Regions from separate parts of the Macaca mulatta genome. Here region 2 is linked to region 1. Evidence: chromatin contacts called from public Hi-C data. All regions are on one chromosome and are shown on one strand. Each heading gives the region's core, a stretch centred on a gene start, on an enhancer-like site or on the middle of the called end of the contact. The rest is flanking DNA. Distances are from core to core; before and after follow the strand shown. Region 1 overlaps MCC (MCC regulator of WNT signaling pathway). Region 2 overlaps MCC (MCC regulator of WNT signaling pathway).

Region 1 (7,891 bases), core at 1,422-3,921:
GCCTGTAGTCCCAGCTACTCAGGAGGCTGAGGCAGAAGAATTGCTTGAACCCCGGAGGCGGAGGTTGTGGTGAGCTAAGATCATGCTATTGCCTTCCAGCCGGGGCAACAGAGTGAGACTCCGTCTCAAAAAAAAAGACAAGCTGCTCCTTGATGGAAATCAGATCTCAGCTGGGGCCAAGTAAGATGTTGATGAAAACTTCAAGAAAATGCCATCATGGATTTTTTAAGGCAAAATAAACGAAATGTCCTTCTAGCCTTCTGCCAAGGCAAGCTGAGGAGGCTATGAAAAATGAATTTTTCTTCTAATGAGCAGGCTGGGGAGCTGTCTTGAGGACAGAGCTGGGGCATGGTGGAGAGGGACAGAAGAGAGGATGTTCGACATCAGTAGCTGGTTTGAACAGCATCTCCCATAGTCGACAGCGTAGGTGGAGAGTGGGTCAGCCTGAACCGTCCCAAACCAGCCAGCCCCACATTCCCACCAGACTACAGGCCTGCTGCATATGCTGTGTGCTGGAAGAGCTGCTGGCAATGAACAGATGCAGAGGAAAGCCAGCGTGACGGGAGCTCCAGCAGAGCATCACGGAAAGGAGAAACCCACACATCCTAGACTAGCTCCTCGAGAAGCCAGAGCAAGGCACACACGTGTGGCTAGGGTTTTTGTCATTAGCCTTCCCCCACAGTCACTCTCAGAGAACACAGACAGTCTCCCGTTCTGGAGAGGAATAATGCAGCCACAGAAAGTGATTGATTCCCCCTTGACAACTGAGATCATCCAGCATTCCAAGCCGGGAGAGTTAATGGATGACTTAACCCTTGCCCAGCAGCTAGCAGCAGGCCCTCGGGAGACCGCCAGCGCCTTTGTCTGTGAGGCCAGAGAAAAGGCCAGTGGCTTCCCCTCCCCTACCATTGTCATAATCATATTCTGCAGTGAAACGTTAAGAGCTCAAAGCAGAATTGTAATTAACCTCGCCTGATCTGTTCCCCGCTGCTGTCCTGGGAAGCGGGAGAGGGAAGCCAGAGGGGCTGTGAGGTTTATCTTGAAATTAAACTTTATCCACTAAAAGCATTTTAAAGCTCTGTGCTTCCAACAGGGTTAAGATCTGTGAGCTGAGATCTTTTGTTATTTTTTTTTTCTTATTTCCTTTCTCTTTGAAAACTATACTCATAGCAAAGAGGGTAAAACAAAAGCCTTCCCTGCCTGCCATGGACCAGGCTCCGGGCCCTAAGGGTGGCAGCGCCTGGCAGTCTCTGCCTGCCTGCGTTCGTGTTCCCCAACAGGGCTAGGTGATTTCTCAAGTCTAGTCAACCACTGGTGGCTTTTGTTCTCCCTGGGATGGAGAGATTCTGGATGACCTGCAGACGGCCAACAGCTTAGGGGATCTCTGAGTCTGGTGTTGGGGGTGTTAGGTGTTGTGGGACTGTTGGCAAAACCATCAGGAAAGTGGCCACCCGTCCCTCCTCCTCCCACAGGACAGGTACTGTGTGGCAGCACCAGCTGCCTGCTTCAGGGCCTGCCGTATCCTTTCCACAACTTAGTGAGGCAGGAACCCTTAGTATTCCTATTTGCTGCAGCCCAGAAACATTGGGTAATTTACTCTGGGCCATAAAGCAAGTAAGTGGCAGAGGAGGAACATTTATCCAGATCTGACTGACATCAGAGACCTGCTCGTAGACCCTGACAGCAACGAGGGCAGCCAGGAGCATCGTCGCCTCTACCTAGAAAACCTGGGCACATCCAGTCACCTCACAGGCTACTGAGCAAATGCCCCCTTAGCCTGAGGGGGAGACCAGTGCTTCTCACATCTGAGCGTGCATCAGAGCTGCCTAGAGGATATATGAAAACACAGATTGCTGGACCTCAGATTCCAGTCAATGACTCTGGAGGTCTTGACAGCAGGCCCCAGAATGTGCATTTCTAGCAAGTCCCCAGGTGCTGCTGGTGCAGCTAGCCCAGGACACCTCTTGGAGAACTGCTGGGGTAGACCAGTCCTGCTAAATGGAAAATCTGCCAAAATATTATCACTTCAGTTCCTGCAGGGTAATTAGAGAATGCTGGCTTTTACTGCTCTTTGAATTTTGTGATTTTTATTTTAAATGAAAGTCTACAAAAGGTGTTTTGGGTATAAATTTATATTTCCCAAAAAGTAGTCTGAAGAAAATATACCACAATGTCTCGTGGGTGGTAAACACACAGGTGTTAGTTATTCTGTGTTTTTCTACAGGTTTGAAATTTTTCAAAATAATTTTTAATGAAAGGAAAGACTAGAGGTGTAAGTAAACCCCACGCCCTGTGTCCCAGCTTTACAAGGAAGGATTTCATTCCTGAAACCTCCCAAGTAACTGGAAGAGAAGCGCTGCTGTCTGCCAGCGCCACGCTGTCTAAACATGCCGAGGCTGTGAGCACATCTCCACCCTCAGCCCTGTCTGTGGAATGCTTTGCAAACAGTGCCAGTACTTGAGTTTGCTCTAATTTTGTCATTCATTCGCCTATGGAACATTAGATGCCTGTCCCTCCACATCAGTGTTGACGATCTGTGAAGGTGAGCTCGTGAGCTCTGCTTGGGGGTTTTGTGCAAGGCGTGCCTGCCGCTGAGCCGGTTGCAGGCAGACAGGCCTTCGCTGAGATGCCGAGAGTCCTTTGGATGGTCCTGCGATGCACAGCCCAGCTCCTCAGTGCCCTCTGCTGTGGGCGCGGTTTGCTGTCTTTGCATTTCCCTTGAGCTGCCTCGTTTCACTGTGGAATAGTCCGTGAAATGTTGCAGCTGCAGGATGTTGCTGCTTCTCCCCCTCATCCTTTTTAAAATATAGCTTGAGAAAACGTAATGCTGATGATCAGTAGTCATTTTTATCCTTCTCCCTGCCTTCCCTGCTCCCACCTTGCTGCAAGCTGCTAGCATCTCTCCCTGGAATTGTTGCTGTAGCTCCTGAGGTGCACCCCTGCCTCTGCCCTGGCCTACCTGCATCTCTCCTCACCCTAGAGGCCAGAAGGGATCCTGTTATAACAATAAGGCAGATCACATCCCTCCCTGTTAAAACCCCCAATGGCCTCCATCCTAATCCTAGAGAAAAACACAGCCCTTATAAAACGCTGTATCACCTGGCACCTGGCCCCTCCCACGCACTCCATCTCTGACCACATCTCCTCCTTTCTCTCCCCTGCCTGACTGTGCTTCAGCCACCATCTCGTTCTGCTGGCTGCACTCCCCGCCTAGAGCCTTTGCATTTACTGTGTCCTGCAAACATCCACGCAGCTCCCTCTCGCGCCTCCCTTAGGTCCACCCTAATGTCACTGGATCACGCAGGCCTTCCCTGCAGCTCAATCACAAATAATAACCCATGCTCACTCTGCACTCCCCACACCTCTTCCCTGCTTCATTTTTCACCCTTTCATGGACTGTGTATTTCACTTCCCGGCCTCCTCTATTAGAATATGAGTTCCTTGAGGGCAGGGATTTTTCCAGGACCCCATAGTTGGCACTCCAATATTTCTTGAACAGATGAATGATAGCTTCTGTGTTTATTGAGTGCTTACTATGCACTGGGCACTGTTCTAAACACTTCTAATATTTTTTAACTTTGAAGTTCAGGGGTACATATGCAGGGTTGTTACACAAGTAAACTCATGTCATGGAGGTTTGTTGTATAGATTATTTTATCACCCAGGTATTAAGCCTAGTACACATTTGTTATTTTTTCCAGTCCTCTCCTTCCTCCTATTCTGTACCCTCAAGTAGGCCCATTGTTTGTTGTTCCCTTCTATGTGTTCATGTGTTCTCATCATTTAGCTCCCACTTATAAGTAAGAACATGTGTATTTGGTTTTCCGTTTCCACATTAGTTTGCTAAGGATAATGGCCTCCAGCTTCATTCATGTTTCTGCAAATGACATGACCTCATTCTTTTTTTATGGCTACATAGTATTCATAGTATATATGTGCCACATTTTCTTTATCCAGCCTACCACTGATGGGCATTTAGGTTGATTCCATGTCTTTGCTATTACAAACACTTCTAAGTTTACCTCATTTATTCCTTACCCTGACTTTATGAAGCATATACTATGATTACCTTCATTTTAGAGATGAGAAGACAGGGAATATTCCAAGTATATAAGACACTTGGGTCACACATAAAGATAGCACATAAATCAGAACCAATGGGAGATGGATCTATATGGAGAGATCTATACCTAGATATAAAGAGAGAGATCAAGATCGATCTCTTGATATAGATATCTAGTAAATCACAAACACTGATTTATTTTAAGGAATTGGCCCATTTGATAATGGAGCTGGCAAATCTGAAGTCTGCAGCTCCGGCTAGAGACCCAGGGAAGAGTTGATGTTGCAGTCTTGAGTCTGAAAGCTGTCTGGAGTCTGAAAGCTATCTGGAGGAAGAATTTCTTCCCTCTTGGGGGATCTTTCTTTTCCCTTAAGGCCTCTCTGATTAGATGAGGTTCTCTCACCGCATGGAAACAGTCACCCTGCAGTGTCTTGATTTTAATGGTAATCACATGTAACAAACACCTGCACAGCAATGCCTAACCTAGTGGTTGACCAAGCAACTGTGCACAGAGCCCAGCCCAGCTGACACGGAAACTTACCGGGCACAGCCTCTGAAGAGGTGGTGTTGAATGGTCAGGCTGATCTTGCTCGCCTTATCTCCAAGGGACTTCCCACCCGTCCTGATGGGACAGAGGGAGTGAGACACAGCCCCAAAGGGTTTCTGTTGCTCAGGGGTTTCCCATCCTAGAAGGGGTTCTCTGACTTGAAGACTACCCCAAGCCCTAGGGTAGCCTGTTCCTTCTGTGAACAGCAAGGCTCCAGCCACCATCTCTCTTCAGCTTTTCTCTCCCCGGAAGCCTTGTTTTCGTAGCAATGTGCCATGTACAAGAATGGGCCTGCCCTCACTCACGTCTAGGCTGTGGGGACTACACCTGCTGAGTTGGGGTCCTGGCTGTTACCCTTTTGCAGTGTGAGACGAGGAGTGTAGACCTGGATTTGTGGCATCTGGCAGCCTGTGGAGATCACTCCTGGCCCCTGGCATAGCTTCTAACTACAGGATTCTGGGGACAAGGACAGGGCTGTGGGATGAGGCTGCGCCCAAGTCTAGTTGCACCTCTTTCCAGCCGCATGATTCGGCTGACCACTAATGTCTGTGAGCTTCACTTTCCAAATCTGTAGCAACAGGCATGACAACACAGCCTGGCCTGTTTTGATGCGAGGTCAGTAGGCCTCTGCTTGTTCCTCTGCCATCTTCAGACCAGTTCCATGAGGGACAAGTCAAGCCTAGGGAGGCCCAGTGCAAGTGCAGAGAAACTGCTGTTGGTGCACACTGGCCTCAGAGTCCTCGACCGAGTGGAGTGGGCCTTATTCAGAGGCACGGGAGCAGCCTGCCCACTGCTGGAAAAGGCCAGAGCCCACTTGAGAGCCGTGGCCTCCGTTTTCCAGTGGCATTCCCCGTTTCACGATGGTTTGGTCCCCTAGAAACGTTCCCAGGCCACCACAGGCCTGGGGTTCAACTGGGGGCTCCCTGCCCGGTCACAATTCATCTTGGGCTGCCAAGGGCCCTTGGGCCAGCCGGAGTCCCTATAGTGGACACTATTCTCAGACTATGCTGTGGAGGCCTAGGGGTACCCCACTCCCAAAGTGATTATTGCTGTGTTGTGCACCCCTGTGTTTTTCATGGTACATGTTGCAAACAACAGAAGTAATCACCGCAAAACAGCCCCCTTCAGTGCTGTTCCGCAGGGACAGCTGCCACAGCCTGGGATACCTGCACGCACGTGTGAGGGTGTGACATGCATCTGTGGATCACACCATAGGTGTTTTGTGCTTCAACTTCTGTTGCCTTAAATACCCCTTTTTTAAGTTCTGACCACATGAATATCTTTTTTATTACATATATATTATCTTTTAACCTATTTCCTCAAAATATCACCACCATTGTCAATATCACTCTAATTTCACATATTACAATGATCGCTGTAATGTCCACATGATTGCCCTCCTTTTGATAGGTGTGATAATTCACTAAACTGTATTTTAGATTACATTCCTTTGTATGTGTATCTTTTTGCTTCTGTGGAATTAATTCCTTAGAAATTCATTTCTAGAGTCCACAGTGTTGTGTCAAAGAGTGTAAACATTTGTTATTCTTCATACTTAATTCTCTCATAAAGTTATTTTCCTATGCTGTGATGCATACTTATTTTTGGATTACCATGTAAATAACAGTGGGGAGAGGGAATTTGGAGAAGAGTGAGGAGAAAAGATCTATTCGCCATAACTTGGAATACCACAGGGTGGTGGATCTTTTTTTTTTCTTCTTCCTCAGCACAACCAGCTCCACAGCCAGTAGTTGCGACACTGAGTTCACTAAAGAAGACGAGCAGAGGCTGAAGGATTATATCCAGCAGCTCAAGAATGACAGGGCTGCGGTCAAGCTGACCATGCTGGAGCTGGAAAGCATCCACATTGATCCTCTTAGCTATGACGTCAAGCCCCGGGGAGACAGCCAGAGGCTGGACCTGGAAAACGCAGTGCTGATGCAGGAACTCATGGCCATGAAGGTATGTGGTGGGTGGGTCCCGTGCACGAGGCTGCCACCAGGAGGAAATCTAATCGACCTCTGAAAGCAGGTCCAGCAGATGAAGAGGAATCAACCCCTCCTGTTGAGTCACCTCTGCCCAGAGAAGAGCCAGATCCTTGTTTGTAGACAGAGCTGGTTTCACTATGTCTGGGGATCACTTGGGCTGGGTGTTTCTGGACAGGGGAGTTGAATTCTAAGGGATTTCTCAGGGTGTCCCAGCCCAACTTTGGAGCCCTTCATCTAAGAGAAGCCAGGTCAGACCTCTGCAGGGTGGAGCCTCTGTCCATCTAAATTGACCCCTAATCTCAAGAATGCTTGGAAGTATGTCTTGGGTTGCTGATGCTGGTGTTAACTCCCGGCAGGGGGAGAACAGGGTGAGTCCAGTTGTAGAGTTTGGCCGAGAGCCCTGATTTCCTGACATCCTGTACCTTTGGTGCAATGTTGAGCCTGCTCAGACCATAGTGCCCTCCAGTGAAGGTGTACAGTGCTGTTGAGGTCAGTGTTTCAGTGGATCTGAAACACTGGGCCTTTCAGCTGCTGGTGGAGATGTCTTCCTGCTGGCGTTTCTACAGCAGGGAGCTTTCTTGGAAAGCTGGTGTCCCCTACTGGGAAGTGGCTAAACTGCCATCCCTACAGCAGGACACCACTTTGCCTGTTTCTGGTGTAGAGTGCCAGGCATCAGCCCTTCACCTGGTACCTGCTTTCAGAAGGCAGCTCTGGTATAAGTAAGAGCATATCTGATATTTGTCCTTGGTTCTGCGACAGAGTGTCAGAAACCCTTGGAATTTCTTGCTGTGCTAGGGGCGTCTTTGTGATGCTGATGAGGTGACTTATGGTGAGCCCTAGACAGCTTCAGAATGTGGGCTGGTCATCAGAAGGACCAGGTGTGTGATGGAGGATTGGGACTTTCAGCCACCTGACCTCCGGGGAGGGGAAGAGAGCCAGAGATTGAGTTCCATCCTGTGGCCAGTGATTTCATCAGTCATACCTGTGTAATGGAGCCTTAATAAAAACTCTGGACCTGAAGCTCAGAGAAGCTTCCTGGATGGTGAACACACTGATGTGCCAGGAGGGCGACACACCCTGATTCAGTGGGGAGAGGGCCCAGAAAATCTGCATTTGGGACTCTCAGCCTTTGCCTTGCTTGTACCCTCTTATAATAGAACAATAATCATAAGGATAGTGCTTTCCTTCATTCCGCAAGATGTTTTAGCAAATTACTGACCCTCAGAGGGGTTGTGGGTTCCCCCGAATTTGTAGACAAGGCAGTCAGAAGTATAAGTGGTCGGGGGCCCATCC
Region 2 (7,891 bases), core at 2,240-4,739, 260 kb before region 1:
TGCGAAAGTTTATATGCACTAGTATATTAAGCATACTAGTGAGTCAAACAATAGAAGATTAGGAAATAAAATACCTTTGAAATAAAAATGTACAAATATCTTTTGATCATTCTGTTTGACACATGGAGTTGGGTTTTAGTATTTTATGATGAGCATCTTGGTACTGTAATAGCCATACTGTTGTTCTGTATTTTTAAATAGAAGTAAAGAGAAGCCCATGATAAAATTATGCTAAGAAATAACTTTGGGGCTTCATATGGCCATTGGGGTTTGCCCAGGAGTAGGCAAGCCACTAAGAACTTCCAGCATATCTTCTCCAAGGCAAAGCTTTGCAAGAGGGAGAGGCCTGCTGTGGCTTGCACAATGATATCCCATAGTTTATCCACGAAGCCTGGTAAACAATATCCAGTAGTTCTTAGAGCCAACGTGTTTGAATGCTGTTAGACATCAATATCATGTGAGATTTTTAGCTCTATGCTTAATTTTGAGTTTGATCTCAGATTTGCTATATATAAAACTTAATTGAGCCATGCATGGAAACAGGCATCTAGTTTCCTTCAAGTTGAATTTTGGTTTGAAAAAAAATGATCAGATCCAATCACTCCCTTCCATCTTCCCTTGATCCAGCTCACAGAAAATGCTCAGCCAATGGGAACATGCTTTCCCAAAACAAGAGCAGCATGCCACAGGTGGAAGACACAGTGGATACAGGTGGCATACCACATGGCATCAAATAGGACGGTATCACACGATAACAATAGAATTCCCTTTATAGTTCTCTTCCAGTCCTTATGTTTACATCAAGAGAAAAGCCTCATTTGGGTGCAAGAAGTTCACTAGTACCTCCCTGCTTCTCAGAGCTCTCTTTACAAGGAAAAGGCAGACCCCAGGATCAGAGCTTTGGTAAGCAACAGTATTTAGCTGGACTAAATTTACTTTTGCTTTTACAGTTGCCTTCTGCTTATGCCACTGACAGTTATTTTCCATTAATAATAGTATTAGGAGTCTTGTCACAGAGGTTCACGCCTGTAGTCTCAGCACTTTGTGTGGCTGAGGTGGGGGGATTGCTTGAGCCTAGGAGTTTGAGACCAGCCTGGCAACATGGCAAAACTCCCTCTCTACAAAATATACAAGAAATTAGCCGGGTGTGGTGACATGTGTCTTGTAGTTCCAGCTACTCAGAAGGCTGAGGTAGGAGGATCACTTGACCCCAGGAGGTGGAGGCTGCAGTAAGCTGAGATCACACCACTGCACTCCAGCCTGGGCAACAGAATGAGACCCTGTCTCAAAAAATATCAGGTGAACCAGCCCCCAATATTTCAATGTAGGTTCTTTTCTATTTTCCCTAAGTGTCGGCTGGTCTGAGAAATAAAGGGAAAGAGTACAAAAGAGAGAAATTTTAAAGCTGGGTGTCCGGGGGAGACATCACATGTCAGCAGGTTCCGTGATGCCCCTGAGCCGCAAAACCAGCAAGTTTTTATTAGCAATTTTCAAAGGGGAGAGAGTGTACAAATAGGGTTTGGGTCATAGAGATCACATGCTTCAAGGGCAACAAAAGATCACAAGGCAGAAGGTCAGGGCGAGATCACAAGGTCAGAGTGAAACTAGAATTACTAATGAAGTTCCAGGTCCCACTGTGCATGCATTGTCATTGATAAACATCTTAACAAGGTTCAAGAGCAGAGAACCCATTTGACGAGAATTCGCCAGGCTGGAATTTCCTATCCTAGCAAGCCTGGGGGCACTGCAGTAGGCCTGGGCATGTTTCATCCCTTATCTGCAACTGCATAAGGCAGACACCCCCAGAGTGGCCATTTTAGAGGCCCCCCCAGGAATGCATTATTTTCCCAGGGCTGTTAATTATTAATATTCCTTACTGGGGAAAGAATTCAGTGATATTTCTCTTACCCTTTTCGGTAATAAGAGAAATATGGTTCTGTCCTGCCTGGCTACATGGCAGTCAGACCTAATGGTTAGCTCCCTTGTACCCTGAACATTGCTGTTATCCTGTTCTTTTTTCAAGGTGCCCAGATTTCATATTGTTTAAACACACATGCTTTATGAACAATTTGTACAGTTAATGCAATCATCACAGGGTCCTGAGGCGACACACATCCTCAGCTTACGAAGATGACAGGATTAAGAAATTAAAGACAGGCATAGGAAATTACAAGAGTATTGATTGGGGAAGTCATAAATGTCCATGAAATCTTCACAATTTATGTTCAGAGATTGCAGTAAAGACAGGCATAAGAAATTATAAAAGTGTTAATTTGGGAAACTAATAAATATCCACAAAATCTTCACAATTTATGTTCTTCTGCCATGGCTTCAGCTGGTCCCTCTGTTTGGGGTCCCTTACTTCCCGCAATAACAACAAAAAATAGTAAAAAATAGCATTATAAAATTGTCATTTTTTTTAACTTTTATTTTAAGTTCCGGGGTACACATGCAGGTTTGTTACATAGGCAAACTTGTGTCATGGGAGTTTGTTGTACAGATTATTTCATCAGGTATTAAGCCTAGTACCCCTGAGTTGTTTTTCCTGATCCTCTCCCTCCTCCCACCCTCCACCCTTTCATAGGCCCCAGTGTGTGTTGTTGCCCTCTGTGTATTCATATGTTCTCATCACTTAGCTCCCACTTATAAGTAAGAATGTGCGGTATTTGGTTTTCTGTTCCTGTGTTAGTTTGCTAAGGGTAATGGCCTCCAGCTCCAACCATGACCCTGCAAAGGACATAATCTCATTCTTTTTTATGGCCACATAGTATTCCATGATGTATATGTACCATTTTAAATAAACATTTTGATGTATAAATCTATCAGTTTAGAGAATCATGTTAAGTAGATTACAGCCCAGATGGTACACAGTCTGGCAAAAGTTGTAAAGGTGATACATGAAAGACTGCTTTAGTTAGCCCTTATGTAGGCTTTGGAGTTAGTTAGACTTGGAATTCACATCTCTGTTTGGGCACTTACCAGCTTTGTGACTTTGGGGAAATTGTTTCATCTCTCTGAGCTTTAGTCGTCTTCATCTCAAAATGGCAATAACAGTGATGCAATGTGTGTAAAGTACAGTGCTTTAAAAAATGAATGTACTCAAACTGTAGCTCCTCCCCAGCTAACTGAACTCATCAAGACTTAGTTATATCTAATCTCCACCACAAAACTCAATCCATCTCCCTACAGTGCAATATCAATAATTGGAAATCATCTGACCTCCACCTCTTCATAATTGATTTGCTTCCTTTTTTCCTTCTTATATGATTCATAAAGCATTTAGGTCTCCCTCTGCATCTTGTGATATTTAAACTATGTGAAATCTTAAATCTGTAAGACTGTAATTATGAAGGCTGTAATTATATCCTGATCACATTTTTCCTTTTGGTATTCACAAAATGGTCTGGAATTTCTGGGCCATCTGGGTGTTCTGAAGTAGCCAACTTAGTAGTATACCTTTTTCCATTTGCATCTTCATTAGCCCATCCACACTGGCATTGTTGAAGACATGTGGATTGCATTTACAATTTACATGGCCATATGCTACAATGCCATTTTTAAATTCTATTTGTGGAACGAAGGTTTTATGGAAAACATTTTGCTCCAGAATTGTGAATGTGCTTAGGAAGATCCATGTCATACATCATGACAGCTCTTTCCCTATCATCACATGTACTCACCTCCTTATTTAAAGTACCTTCTTTAGCACCTGGCCATAAACATCCCTTTATGATATTATCACTCATGAAACAACTGCTGGTACACCTGTATGTATTTTAATGATGGCCCATTTGATTAAATAGGCATGGCTCTTATAGTGTCATATACTCAAATATATCCACTAGTGTCCATTGTAATATAATGCAATAAACTCACTTTTCTAGCAAACTCAGAAATTGCAAGCCAAGACCCATGTGGACCCAAGAGTCTGTTCATTTCACATATGGCCAACTCCCTGAAAGGAGATGTTTGAATATAGTTTTTTTAAGTGGGTTAGTGAACAGAAAATTTAATTCATATGCTAAAGTGTGTCAGGCAGCTGAGTTCCAGCATTCAGTTCATCATTATTTTGAATTGTGGGTTTAATCAAGTTCTTTCACTTAATCTGAATGTTTGTGTTAAAAACATGGTATCCCACTTTAAGGAAAACCCTCACCTTTTATTTCTTTTCGATAGTCCCCAGTTTTGTGAAATCTGATGAAGACAGCCAGTGAAGTGAATCTAATTTGGGTGGTTGAATAACTAAAAGGAATCAGGAAGCCTGCATAGTGTTGCTTTCATTAAAATAGCTTTGTCCAAGTAGACATTTTTCACCATACTTTTGCATCTGTTTCAGTGTCATTTCCATTTTGCTTTGCTTAAATTAAAAAGGAATGCTATTAAAATTAAAACTTGGTTTTAAAAATACACACACACATAAACATATACGATCAAGTCAGTGGGTTGGGCTGAATGCTTTGTTATTTGACAGATTTGCATGTCTCTTGCCGGCAGCGGGGAGCAGTTTGGTTTACCCTCTTTGATACAAAGCTAGCATATGTAATAGAGTTTATTTGTTCAGAGCTGGGCATCAGGTGTAATAGAATCACGCATTGTGTTTATGTGACCCTGACTTTTATATCCCTGTAGATGTTCATTCATTCATTTTTCAGATATAAATTAAAGGTAGAGATTGCAGATTAGATGTGCCAGGGCTCATGTGGGCTATGTGAAATGTAGTTTCTCTCACTCTTGGAACTTATTGGATCATGACAGAAATATAAATGAGCTCTCGGAGAATATTCAACCCTTACGAGAATTCATTTCCGTCAAGACGTGGGTAGTGACTGTGCTAGCAGATGAGGCCTGCAAACTTATTTCTCTCCTTTTTCTTGGTATTTGTTACTGGTATTTTAATTCAATTAGCAGTACAAAGGGTCTTAAGCAATATTATCAAATTATAGCCTTTCAATTGTGAATATGACTTACGATAACTAGACTACTTAATATAACATATCTCTTTTTTTTTTTTTTGAGATGGAGTCTCTCTCTGTTGCCCAGGCTGGAGTGCAGTGGCATGATCTCGGCTCACTGCAACCTCTGCCTCCTGGGTTCAAGCGATTCTCCTGCCTCAGACTCCTGAGTAACTGGGATTACAGGTGCATGCCACTATGCCCAGGTAATTTTTGTATTTTCAGTAGAGACCGGGTTTCACCATGTTGGTCAGGCTGGTCTCAAACTCCTGACCTCGTGATCTGCCCACCTCGGCCTCCCAGAGTGCTGGAATTACAGGTGTGAGCCACTGCGCCCAGCCAATATTGTATCTCTTGAAGGTCTACTTTGTTTTGGGCACTTCGAAAGAAGAAATGGCCCAATCATCCCAATCTTCTGCTGTCTTTTTTTTTGAGACAGGGTCTCACTCTGTTGCCAGGCTGGAGCGCGGCTGATCATGGCTCACTGCAGCCTCGACTTCCCAAGGCTCCTCCCACTTCAGCCTCTTGAGTAGCTGGGACTACAGATGCACACCACCATGCCTTGCTAATTTTTTTTTTTTTTTTTTTTTTTGTGGAGATGGGGTTTTGCCATCTTGCCCAGGCTGATCTTGAACTCCTGGGCTCAAGCTATCCTCCTCCTTCAGCTTCCTGAAGTGCTGGAATTACAGATATGAGCCACTGTGTCTGGCCTGCTGTCATTTTTTTTTTTAAAAAGGAGCACATAAAGGGCATTTGACCCTTTTGGATGCTGCTGAAATTACTTAACATAATTCAAACTTCACTTTCTATATTGGCTGTATGCACCAGAACTTAGTATTAAGTTGAACTATTTAAAATCATCAATGTCTTCTATTTTTGTTCTATTAAAAGCAATTTTTTATGATTTAATCTGATACCTATAATTTATTGAGCACCCACTAGATACATAACTGTATTCAGTATATATGGAATATTCAAGTTCTAATGGCAGTACCTTTGGGAACTGCTGTTGAAGAAAAGCTCACTGCCATGGATACTGTTATGAATTTGGGGATTTCCTAGCAGGCATGAAGGGATAAAAACAATTGAGCACCAGAGATAAATTTGGGATTTATATTTAACATCTTCTAATCTTTACCTTAAGAGCACCTCAGTCAATAGTAAGGATCATAAACTTTATTTGCAAACAACATGAATAGTGAATAGAGTGTATAATGTATTTCATCATAAAACGGTTTCTTATTTACTGATGGAGAGCAAAGCTCAATGGCAGATTAACTCTACAAATCAAGAGAATATGAGAATCAAAGGCCAGAATCCAGGATAATGAGCAAAACTCCTGGAAGAGCACTAAGACCAGTCCTGCTAGACTTTTGAACTGACTTCCCAAACTGAATGTTATGACCCAATGGAGGCCAGGTGTGGTGGCTCACACCTGTAATCCCAGCACTTTGGCAGGTCGAGGCAGGTGGGTCAGCTGAGGTCAGGAGTTCGAGACCAGCCTGGCCAACATGGTGAAACCCTGTCTCTACTAAAAATACAAAAATTAGCTGGGCATGGTGGTGCATGCCTATAGTCCCAGCTACTCAGGAAGCTGAGGCAGGAGAATCACTTGAACCCAGGAGGCAGAGGTTGCAGTAGGTCAAGATTGCGCCACTGTACTCCAGTCTGGGTAACAGAACAAGACTCCATCTCAAAAAAAAAAAAAAAAAAAAAAAAAAAAAAAAAAAAACCCAGTGGGGCCAAAGGTGGAGAGTTCACGGTTCCCCTGAAACTTTCTTGGTCCATGTCACCATGAGCACTTAGCAATACTCAGAATATCCAGCTGCATGCTGTGTGGAGTTGAGCAAAAACAGTTCTTTCAGGTGAAGCTGCTGGCACTAACAGCACTTACATGCCCTTTTCTAATTTTGAACAACTCAGGATCTGCAGGGAAATAGAATTCCCATAAAAATCTTTAAAACTGAAGGATACAGTCATCCAACCTTCACTCCCAAGTCCATCCAAACTGTAATTAGAAAAATGCACTCTTATTTGCCTATTCTATCATTTTAAAAGGCCAATTAAAGGCAAAATGAATCACCATGATTTTTAAATTATATTCTATCATTTTGCCTAGAAAATGGCAGATTTTTATACAGGCCTCCCTGGGAGTTTTGAGAGAATCTGGAATATCTGTTTAGAATTATAGATATCTGCCAAGTGCAGTGGCTCACACCTGTAATCCTAGCACTTTGGGAGGCGGAGGCAGGAGGATTGCTTAAGGCTAGGAGTTTAAGACCAACCTGAGCAACATAGTGAGATCATGTCTCTGCAAAAAATAGCAACTAGCCTGGCATGGTGGCCTGCATCTGTGGTCCCAGCTTCTCGGGAGGCTGAAACGGGAGGATCACTTGAGCCCAGGAAGCCAAGGCTGCAGTAAGCTGTGATCACACCACTGCACTCCTGCCTGGGCAATAGAGCAAGACCCTGTCTAAAAAAAAAAGAAAGAGAGAGAGAGAAAAAGAAAATGGCAGAGTATTGTACAGGTCTCCCTGGGAGCTTTGAGAGAATGTGGAATATCTATTTAGAAATATAAGAATCTTTCCAGGCTCTCTGGAGTCTTCCACCAGATGATGCACAAAGAACATCCCTAGTAAATAGGAACCCAAGAAAACAGCTGAAGGCCAATACTGATCTGTGACTCCTGCATTAGGAGATGGACTTCCAGAGTAGAAAGTGCCCCAGATCTCTTTTCCTTATTTGCTCCCCATTGCCACTGTATCTCCAACCCTCCTTCCTCCTCAACCACCACTATCAGATATGACAGGAACTCTCAGGTCAGAATGGGAGCCATAATTTCCTCAAGCTCATTTTGCTTTCAGTGAGTGCTATTTGGCCCTCGCAGAACCAGATGTTCCTTCTCTACACGTTTTTTTTTTTTTTTTTTTTTTTTTTTT

The links. A called contact is a pair of places that touch in the nucleus more often than the background predicts.
Region 2: a contact with region 1 is called in a Hi-C map of fetal cortical plate, with 1.6 times the contacts expected there. The contact joins two enhancer-like sites. A contact is called at or near these places in 3 of 14 Hi-C or Micro-C datasets (fetal cortical plate, fibroblasts and liver).

Annotation. Positions count from the first base shown.
Region 1 is chr6:121,983,116-121,991,006 of T2T-MMU8v2.0, reverse strand. MCC (MCC regulator of WNT signaling pathway) reads left to right here. Exons shown (of 19, transcript XM_028849659.2): 15 at 6,338-6,572. Among named protein-coding and RNA genes, the nearest start is that of DCP2, 81 kb to the right of the region's middle. Within about 2 kb of position 2,671, at least 10 of the 40 cell types and tissues checked have an H3K27ac peak or open chromatin away from gene starts, as enhancers often do. A contact at or near this core is called in fetal cortical plate, where this site is marked.
Region 2 is chr6:122,243,504-122,251,394 of T2T-MMU8v2.0, reverse strand. The region is part of intron 3 of MCC (MCC regulator of WNT signaling pathway); the gene reads left to right. Among named protein-coding and RNA genes, the nearest start is that of TSSK1B, 130 kb to the left of the region's middle. Within about 2 kb of position 3,489, at least 5 of the 40 cell types and tissues checked have an H3K27ac peak or open chromatin away from gene starts, as enhancers often do. A contact at or near this core is called in fetal cortical plate, where this site is marked.